Linked DNA regions of Mus musculus: region 1 is linked to region 2. A link is a contact called in public Hi-C data. All regions are on one chromosome and are shown on one strand. Each heading gives the region's core, a stretch centred on a gene start, on an enhancer-like site or on the middle of the called end of the contact. The rest is flanking DNA. Distances are from core to core; before and after follow the strand shown.

Evidence for each region. A called contact is a pair of places that touch in the nucleus more often than the background predicts.
Region 1: a contact with region 2 is called in a Hi-C map of the N1E-115 cell line, with 4 times the contacts expected there. The contact joins two enhancer-like sites. A contact is called at or near these places in 8 of 484 Hi-C or Micro-C datasets (the N1E-115 cell line, cortical neurons, embryonic stem cells and 5 more), 1 of 115 datasets of contacts at active chromatin or transcription factors (embryonic stem cells) and 1 of 9 other capture datasets (embryonic stem cells).

The regions. Positions count from the first base shown.
Region 1 is chr8:26,349,966-26,355,100 of GRCm38.p6, forward strand. No RefSeq gene overlaps it. Among named protein-coding and RNA genes, the nearest start is that of Gm31843, 29 kb to the right of the region's middle. Within about 2 kb of position 2,141, at least 87 of the 459 cell types and tissues checked have an H3K27ac peak or open chromatin away from gene starts, as enhancers often do. A contact at or near this core is called in the N1E-115 cell line, where this site is marked.
Region 2 is chr8:26,201,927-26,207,169 of GRCm38.p6, forward strand. No RefSeq gene overlaps it. Among named protein-coding and RNA genes, the nearest start is that of Thap1, 46 kb to the left of the region's middle. Within about 2 kb of position 3,550, at least 10 of the 459 cell types and tissues checked have an H3K27ac peak or open chromatin away from gene starts, as enhancers often do. A contact at or near this core is called in the N1E-115 cell line, where this site is marked.

The DNA of each region.
Region 1 (5,135 bases), core at 891-3,390, 150 kb after region 2:
CTGTTTAAACAGCCAAGTCAGCCCTAGTAGGCAGCAATGTATTGATTTTTTTTTTTGGCACTGCCAGAATCAATCTGAACAAAGCCATTCAGCGCTACGTAGAAGCCAGCTGAACTCAGACAAGCAGGGTGGACTCTTTCTGTTAAGCTCTTGAGCAATCAGCAAAATGGCTTCGATGCTGTCTCCACTGAGGAAATTACATATATAACTGTAACCCCCTGCTTTCAATTTCATCCCAGTTCCTTACATCCCCCTTACTTCTACCTCTATACTCCTGAGCCCCTGAGAAGATGGCAGCAGGTAAGAATACAGGGTGATGAGAGGCTCTTGTATGCACTGTCAAAAGTCTCTTTCGGTAGGATTATGAACCCCTGACCTCTGACCCAGGGTTCAAAGGCAGATTGATTATTTCCTTGAATAAAATTGATTGTCCGGTTGTACATTATATGGATATTTTAAGACTTTCCCGACTAATACTATCTGACCATCAGCTTACCCCCTCGCCTCTTGATAGTCATAGACCTTTCTAGGTGGATCCATGCTGACCGTTAAGACAGTTTTGGCTTTTTCCTTCCCTGCTCCCTGTGGTAATATCTGGGTTTATCATGTAATATTTCTCAGAACTCCCCGAACATTGGTTGACCCAGAAGGCCAGTAGAATGTAGTATTAACATCCTCAGGGGTAGTTAAGTTGCTTTTATGTAGCTGTGACCAAAAAACCCATGAGAACAACTCACCAGAGGGGAAGAAGGGGGAGCTTTCTGGCTCACAGTTATGTGGTCTTATGTGCTTTGGCGGAATATCGCAGTGGTAGGAGAATGCAGCAGAGGGACCTCTTCGTCACAGGAAGGGACTGGGTGGAAGCCCTAAGGATCTGACCCCATGACCTACTTCCTGTAGCTAGGGCTCATTTCCTAAAGTGTCTAGAACATCTCAAAATACCACCAGTTGCTAGGGGTCAAGTGTCCATCAGATGTGCTCCCCGGGGGGGGGGGCATTTTGTATCTAAACTGTAACTGGGCAAGACAGGGCATTTCTAGCAGCTGTTTGTCTGTTGGCTGTCTATCCTCTCTATTTGGCAGTTTCCTCACCAAAGGTTCAACAGGCTTGAGGTGGGTGTCCTCTCAGGTCTCCCCTACTGCTCGTTTTTCGTGACACGCTCTGCTAAGGCTCTCCCAAGGCTCCCCCAACCCTCTTCCATCCTCTTCAGCAATTTTGTACCAACTCTGATGTTCTGACCAGCATGGTTTGACTTCTACAGAAACACCACCCTACCAGATAAGATGAAGTGCCCGGAGCTCTGTTAGAGTCAATTTTGTGCAAGGTTAATGTGATCTCCCTCATCCTGGCCATTGAAGTCCTGGCAATTCTAGATTCTTCATGCCCCAGGATGCCCTGTTGGTGCAAGGGTTAATACCACCTGTCAGAACCCCACGGGGATTGGACTGTGTCTGGAGGTAGTGAGTTTTAAACATCTCATGCTAGAAGACAGAACGTTTCTTTTACTTTAGCTTTTATTGGGACTTTAAACGTAGCCAAGGCATTAAAGAAAGAGGAAGGGGGAAAAATAAACTTGGAAAGCTTTTATACTTTTTGTAAAAAAAAAAAAATCATTTCTTTTTTTTTTTCTTTTTTTAACCATTACCCAAATCTCCTCCAAACACACAGACCCTACAGTATCCCTATTAAATTATATAGAGCGAGTCCAGCCCTTGACTGTCAGCGGGGCCCATCATTCCTAATTTATCGCCCCAGGAAACACAGTACAATTATGGTAATAAATAATAATAGGATTCAGTACATGACAACATGAATGATGGAGCCTCTCAGAATTCATTTACATTGCTTTGTGTTGCAATCATCGTGCCTCTAATGTAACGCCAAGCAAATGAGCCCCTTTGAATATTGTGCAATCTATCGCAAGTCAACTGGCACAAAACTCACTCAATAAATCATGTTCAAACACATGCCTGTAATGACAGGTAAATCAACAATGAAGTAATTGCATTTAATGTATTGAAATACTGGACAAAAAAAACCCAGTGACCTCAAAGTGACTTTTTGTAAAAGGTATGATATAGTTGCAGAGGGAGAGAGCTCTCCTTCCCGGGAGTCTTGCAGTGCTCAGATGCACACGCCATTGCTGAGGCTGCTGTCCCTGGGCAAGCCCTGATTTACTGCCTTCACTCCGCAGTGAACACCGGAGCAGGCTGCCAGACACTTCAAGAAGGTGTTTGCCAGCATGGATGAGAGAGTCACAAGCTCCAAGCAGCGCAACCTCTCCTCCACCCGGGCTGTCGCCCACTCAGAAAACCTTCTGAAGGGGGCAGGGAGAGCGCTGTGTCAGGAGCCAGAGGGATGTGGCTCCGCCCTGCTCCGGGACTCAACTAGATTGCTCTACAGCTTTAGCCAAGCTCTTCCGCCTTTCGGCCCTTTATGAAATGAAGCATCTGGATCGTCATGTCTGAAATTCACTGCAATTCTAACATTCTCTGAAGCTCTGATTCCAATTAGGGCGGGGGGTGGTGTCTTTGCTTTTAAGCGGAAAATAAAAATAATAAAAGCCTGGGCTCTTCTTGCCCCCGAGTGTCGGAGGCACTGGTTTGAATCAGCGTGCATCTCTTCATCATTGTTTCTGTCGCCGAGGACCTGTGTGCTTCTAATTTCTGTGAAACTTGGGCCCTGCCCCTTTCTGGGCAAGCAGACAAGTCTGAAAATAGGTCCCCAGGGGTTGTGTGGATGGATAACAGACAACATGGAAATGACAGCCTTCCCTACATTCCCCATCCTTTCCACCCCAGCTCCCCTCTTCCCAGGGACCATGTCAAAGAGAGATGAAGCAGAGCCTCTTCGAAGCCAAAGGCCACTTAAGAAACTTTTCCGCTCTTGTAGAAAACTCACTCTTGGCCGAAGGCTGCTCCAGATCAGCCCTGCCTGCAGTGTCTGTCCCTCCCCACCCCTGGCCCCTCTCAGTGGAGCCAGCTGGTTTTATATTGCTCTGCTATGAAGAAGGGGGATGACGGAGGAGGAAATCACACTACACTTTGAGGAGGAAGACCTGGCTAAGTTCAAGCTCGATGATTTACTTGAAAGGTGGCTTTATAGATGTCCCTTCGTAGTTTTGTCCACTGTTCCATCTGTAAAGCCATGGTGCTATTTTTGGTGGCTCCAACCAGGTTTTTGTAGGGAGTGTGACAGACAGATGCGAAATGGTCTTTGTTGGTTGTAAAACACAATATAAAACCAATTTTTTTTTATGATGATAAGGAAGGAAAAAATATCTGAGACAAGGGCTGCCCTCAAGTAACGCTTCTTACCAGAAAATTATCTTAGTTATTTAACTGGGTATTGTTCTCATCTGAAACTCCTATGGGGTGGGGATGAATAGAGGAGGAGCTATGAGGGTCTGGTCTGCATCATTCTTAACTTAGAAGCCCCTTGAGCAACAATAACCAGCATTTACTAAGTGCATTGATAAAGGATGTCTTTTCTCTCCTTGAGTAAATTATAATAAAATGCTGTAAGGAAGTTGCCATAAACATATTTGACATATCTCTCAAACACACTTGCCTGCTGCGTTCTCTCTCCTTGCTGAAATGGCATGTTTTCTTTCTTTTTGTTTGTTTGTTTAGGCTTCTCTACCCAAGGCCTCTACTGGAATGAAGCAATCACAAAGCCTTTAATTCCCACCCAGACGCCTTCCAAGATGAAACTGGGCCACAGTTTTCCCAGACAACAACAGTCCAGAAAAAGAAAGCTATCTCATTTCCAAGAAGGGGGGAGTCCAGGGAGCTGGACAAACTCACAAACATTCATGGTGGAGAAGGAAGGAAGTCATGGCTGACTGACCCATCAAAGCCCTTGAATAATTGCCGATGGGTTTCTTGGTATGATGTGCCCTAAACCATGCCACTCTCTTCTGTTTGTTGGTCCATCAAGAACTGCAAAGGTTGGCTCAGAGACCGCCTGCTACACTCTTCCACAGCTGTGTCCCTAGCTCCCACTCGATTTGACTCAGAAGATGTCAACTTGCAGAACAAAGGCTTAGTGAGCAGAGTTGGTGGATGGGGAGCAAAACTGAGGCCTCCCCCCCCCCCCCCCGGGGTGGGAGGGTAAGAGCCAGGAAGGTTCCAATCCTATAAAACTGTTACAAGTTTTAGGAGGTAAATTTGTTCCCTTAAGAAAGGAATATTGGGAATTTTGTTTGTTTGTTTGTTTGTTTGTTTTAGCTGATCTGAGGACCCAGGCAACTTTCTTCTGCGTGTCCAAACACTGTGAAGGATTCAATTTGGTCCTGCAGGAGAGTCCAACTGGTATTTGGCAGGAAAAAAAAAATCAAGATACCCACTCCCAACTTCTGAGGTTCAAAGGTCCCAACACCATAAGCAAGCTGAATTTAGGACTATGAGGTAGCGATCACCCTGTGGCCTAAGGCAAACTTAAACTGATGGGACAGACTCTAAGCCAGCTTCAACTCAACATACTGTAATGTAAATACACATTTATAGAAAGCAATGGATTTTAGCCCATCAGTAAAAGTGGCTTGTAGATGCCCCCTCCCAAATCCCCAGCATCTACAACATTGCTCTGCCCCCATTTCTTCCCACATTGGTCCAGCTGTCACCCACTACCACCTTCCCTTTCCTCCCAGGAACTCCTGCGATAGCAAATAAACTCCTGCCTCTTGTCATTTTGTTAGGCAGCTCCCAGGAGCCAAGAAGCTGCATCCCTGGCTGTGAAGTGACTCTGGTGCAGGCAGCTTGATTAATGACTGAGGGTCAGCAGATGCCACCTCTCTCGCTGGATCCTCCAGTGCACAGGGAACCAGCTGGAGATGAAGGGGGGGGGCAGAGCTCCGGGGGCTCTGGATGAACATAAGAACTAAGAGCAAAGTTACCTGGGCAACTCTAGCTTTCTCCATGACAGGAAGGGCTGAAACGCCTCTCCCCCCACCATTCTCTTTTTTAGGCAAAGAGGATGCAGAAGTGGAAAATTTTTAGTCCAGAGCCTTCCAGATAACTAAGAGGACAACTCTTTCTGAAAATACCAGTAGGAAGTATGAAGATTGGACAGAAGCTCCCCAAAGCTCCTTACTACACTGCCATGGGTCCTGGGGGGGGGGGAGGAGAGACAAG
Region 2 (5,243 bases), core at 2,300-4,799:
GGGGAAACCCTCTTCCTGTGGGTTAGCAGTCACAATGCCAGAAGGTGCTACAGAGGCTATAGGTGGAGCAAAGCATCAATAGTTTTACCCAGGTTTGGACCCCTGATGCTTCAATATTAATCTTTGAGGCAAGATGTGGTATAGCATTGACATCACTGTTTTGGGGGTAACCAACCACTTTCTGAGTGGATTTGAAGCCAGCTTCATGGGATATGGGGTTCATGCCTGATCAAACGTGTAAGGCCAGGGAGGATCATGGGCAGAAGGGTTACTGTTATTCTATTAAATGTTCACACTGCCAAACTGACTTCTAACTATTTATTTGGCAGCCATAGATCCGGGCTGCCCTCAACCCTGGTTTCTTTTGCAGTGGTTAGCAGCCAACGGAGAAGTGTACTGGAGATAGGCCAAAGTGCTGAGAGTAAGCCTGAGTGCTCAGTCCTAAGTGGAACGCCTTCATCAACATCCTGCCTGACCCTCAGCACTGGCTGAGGGAACATTGTGGACAGGCAGTGGAAAGAGTGTTAGAGATGGAGTGACACGGCCATTGGCCTTCGCGATCAAGGTCTAGCGGAAACTGTGTTTCCCTGCAAAAGACCTGCATGAGATCAAGTCATGGAATATTCCAGCTCAGATGCGGTAGATGATCTCCAGGCCCACCCTACGTAGAGGAGCTATTGGCAGTGGTGGGGGAGGGATAATCGTTCTTTACTGGGAATATGGCAACTGGTAGATTTCTCATGTTCCAATGGATGACCTCATACACAGTCAGCTATGAGAATCCTTAACCTGTTATTTGGTGGGTTATAAAACAAACAAACCTCAAAGTTGGATGGAGTATGAAGGGAGGATATGTGGGGAGTTGGAGGGTAGATAAAGACATATTTCATTGTATGCTAACACACCCCTTGGATATCTTATCCTCATTCCAAGAGTCACAGCTTCACAGATGTGGATGACAGGAACAGCGAGGTAGAAAAAAAATGAGAAGAGGAAGGAAGAAATGGTGAAGTAGGAGCATTATGTAAGGACTTCCGGCACCCCAAAGCGGGTACAATAATGGGATTCGCTCCTACCCATTCGCGAATTCATTTTCAATGTCAGCTTGCCACAATTTAGAATTACCTGAGCAGGGAATGCAACCTCAGGTTGTCTGTGGGCCTGCCTGTGTGGTTTCATTTTTCGCTTCTTTTCTTGGGGTATCGAGGGACTTCTGCATACCAGGTCCTTGGGGTGTCAGGACCCTGATGCACACTGGATGGGTGTACCTCAGGCAGGGAAGGATGGAGTAGCGCCGAGTTCAGAGGTCAGCGTTTTCCCTTGGGGTGTCTGGACCCCTGGTACACACTGAGCGGGAAAGGATGAACCGATGCCTAGAAAGCGTGGGTCAGCAGGATCTGGGTCTGATAGTGAATGCCGAGGGGAGGAGGTCTCCTTGGAAGATTTCAGTGTTATAGCTCTTCAGTGTTACGACTCTCTTAGACAACAGTCAGCAAAACAGCTTGTACACTTTATTGGGGGTGAACAAGGACTATATAAACCCCGGAAAGTGGGAGGGGTTCTTCTTAGGGTGAAGTTTCATTGGCTGAAGTTTAAGGTTCTGGGGATACCCCATTTGCATGGAGAGGCGTTCCAGGAAGTTGAACCTGTAATTTCCGCCAAGGATTACATGACAATCCTCAGGTAGTGGGGGTTGAGTCTCTCTCTCTCTCTCTCTCTCTCTCTCTCTCTCTCTCTCTCTCTCTCTCTCTCCCTCTCCCTCTCCCTCTCCCCCCCCCCCCCCTCTCTCTCTCTCTCTCTCTCTCTCTCGACAGGGTTTCTCTGTGTAGCCCTGGCTGTCCTGGAACTCACTCTGTAGACCAGGCTGGCTTCGAACTCAGAAATCTGCCTGCCACTGCCTCCCAAGGGCTGGTGCCTGTGCTACCACTGCCCCGCTGTGAGTGGTGTCTTATGGAAAGAGCCCAAATACAACAGGACACGGAAGAAGGAAGATTATTCACCCTCGGCGGAGGTCCTTCTCACCGCTGTGTTAGATTACTGTGTTGGTGCTGCTTCTGATTTCTTCTCCGATACTAGAATCAGGGTTTCTAGGTTTCCAACATGGACCTGGACCAGTGACTCTCCGGGAAATTTCCAGGCCCTTGGAGCCAGATAGGGACTGTTGAGACCCGGAGCCTCACGGACTCAGCGACAGCTGGGTTCTTGGTCTCTCAGGTGTGAGACAGCTGTTGTTTGGACTACTTTGACTAAATTGTGTAAGATGATTTAATGGGTCATTTTTAATGCATCTATCTACCCATCTACCTTATTTAAAAAAAAATCAATTTCATTCTTTAGAGAACCTGACCAACACACCAACCTAGCTCTACTAGCTGTACTCAGAAACACCGTGACAAAGGGAGAATGAGGGTAAAACAAAACCATGAAACCTCAGGGAACCAAACATGGTCTGTGGGCTACTAACAGCCGAAGTCAGACCTGGAGCGGATATATGAGACCCTGTTTCAAAAAGGAAATAAAAGGAAAGAAAAGAAAAGAAAAAAAAAAGAAAAGGACTAGCCTAGTGTTTTAGTAACATCCAGAAACACGTACAAAACATTTACTCCTTTAAAACAAAACGTGCCTTTTATGAGGTATTTTTTAATTGGATATTTTCTTTATTTTTATTTCAAATGTTATCAAATGTTCCTCTCCAGGAAACCCCCTAACCCAGCCCTCTGCCTCTATGAGGTTGCTCCCCCACCCACCCACCCACTCCTACCTTCTCGTCCTGGCATTCTCTGATACTGGGGCAACGAACCCCCACAGGGTCAAGGGCCACTCCTTCCCCTGATGTCCAGCAAGGCCATCCTTTGCCACATACCCGGCTGGAGCCATGGGTCCCTCCATGTGTACTCTTTGGTTGGTGGTCCAGCTCCAGGGTCTGGCCTGTTGATACTGTTCCAACCCCCATGGGTCTGCAACTCCCTTCAACTCCTTCCATCCCTTCTCCAGCTCCTCCATCAGGAACCCCTTGCTCAGTCCAATGGTTGGCTGCAAGCATCCGCCTCTGTATTTGCCAGGCTCTGGCAGAGCCTCTCAGGAGACAGCCACATCAGGCTTCCATCAGCATGCACTTCCTGGCATCCACAATAATGTCTGGGTTTGGTGGCTGTATAGGGGATGGTTTCTATGTGATCTGCAAGAAGCATGAGTCACCAGGTAATTGTAGAATGGATCAGATAAATTACTACCGGACATGTTTCCATGCGATATTTGATGAGAGCCTTGGTGCTCATTGCATTGGCATGGATTTGTTAATTAAAAAAAGTTGCTCGAGGATTGAGTCAGGTGGTAAAATTAACAAGGAAGGCTTTCAGCATGACGCAAAGCTCGAGCCACATTTGGGCGATTAGAAATTAAGGCAAGCCGGATTGAGGAAAAGCTTAGATTGGCTCGCTCTCAGGTGAAATTTATCTGGCAACCGATAAATCATCCTGGCTCCACCTAAGCCGCGGCTCTTCTGGAAGAGGCCCATACAGGACAGGCACTGTAAAGACTGGTTTATGGCTCAAGTATTTGGTGCATTTTAACATGTCTTGGAAACGGAGATGTCGTTCAGTGTGGCAAACAACCACATACCTGTGTGAAAGCAAAGCAAAGCAAAGCAAGGCAAACATAACAATACGTGCTCACACCGCAGTGTTCAGTGACTCTGGCAGGATGCACTGTGGGCTTTATGAACGCGTAAGAGTGAATATACAGAAGCCTAGGGAAAGGTCATTGGTATTTTTGGAGCAATAAATCAAGTATGGAGAGATTTGCATTTTGGCTGTAAAACATGCAGCCCTGGATTAGAGGGAGAGAATACTTTTGAAGTAATATTTCTCTCCTGACTTGTTTTATTAGCTTCCTTTAAACATGTTACATTATTGCTTATAGAATTTCATTTACTCGGATTGGCAGCTTGATAAATATGTCTATTGGCGATGATTTGGATTGCTCTGGGCATTAATATTATTAAATCCTGTCACGAGGAAATGTCTGAAAGATGACTTACTGTAAAGATTGCAGCGCGGAATAAATCATCCAGTGGTATTTGTTACCATTTATGGCCTCTTGGAGCTGAGTCAATCCCTTTTTATGTTGCATTATTTTTCAAGTTTTTATAGCTTTACATTATATATTGCTGTCAGGAATGAACAGATGGGGTGTCGAACATGAGCTCTCTGCATAATTCCCACTCTCGGGTTATTGGTATGAAGGGCAAGAGCAGGGCTGTGTGTTCTGGAGCTGGAAGGAGAGGAATGATGTGGGAAGCGGCTTTGAGGAAAGGGATCTCTTTTGCCAGGGTTCAGGCCATCTCCCTTAGCTGGTGGGACCCCTGATTAGTGCTCTACCTGTTTGGGCTTCGACCAAGACAAGGGGGGGGGTAGAAGAAAAGTGTCTTAGTGACAAACGGGACACCTAATTGTCCCCCATTCCGAAGGCTCAGGGACCATCATGGAAGAAGGGGGCAGAAAGCTTACAGGAGCCAGAGGTCAGTCAGGGAGGACTGGAGTGAAATAGTGTCTCCTGGACATGGCAGGACCCTTGTACTCATAGCTCACAGCAGCTGTGGCTGCCTGCACAAGACTAGTACATGATCAGGCCAGTCGACACTCTAGCCTGGAGTCCCATGTCAGAATGAGACCCCCCCCCAACTCCTAACTGGGGGGTGACTGGCAGTTGATGGCTCCTAGGGGAGGTAGAATCAGTTTTCTTCAAGGGTGTGGCTCTTAGTATTTGACCATGCTCTGTGGATGGTCTCACAGACGTGAATATGGGCATCCCAAATTGGACTTGACCGGCCATGATGATGATGATGATAACATAAAGTTGGGAGGGGCTGAGGAAGTCAAAATGGATCTGGAAGGAGTTACGAGAAGTAATGGGGAATGAATATGATTAAAATACAAAGAATTAACAAAAGTATTTTATTAAATTAATAAAATTTTTCTATGGCTGTATTCATCTCCACCGAACCAACAGATGCCTAATGCAGTTTAAATGCCAGTTGCTCCCTTAAGACAGGATTTCTCTTTGTAGCTCTGGCTGCCCCGGAACTCACTTATGCAGACTATGCTGGCCTTGAACTTAGAAACTGGCCTGTCTTTACCTCTTAAGTGCTGGGATGATTAAAGGCATGCACCACCACTACTCAGCTCTTACCATCAACCCTAAAGAAAGACAATGAGTTCATGCAGGTGATGGGTACCTAGGAG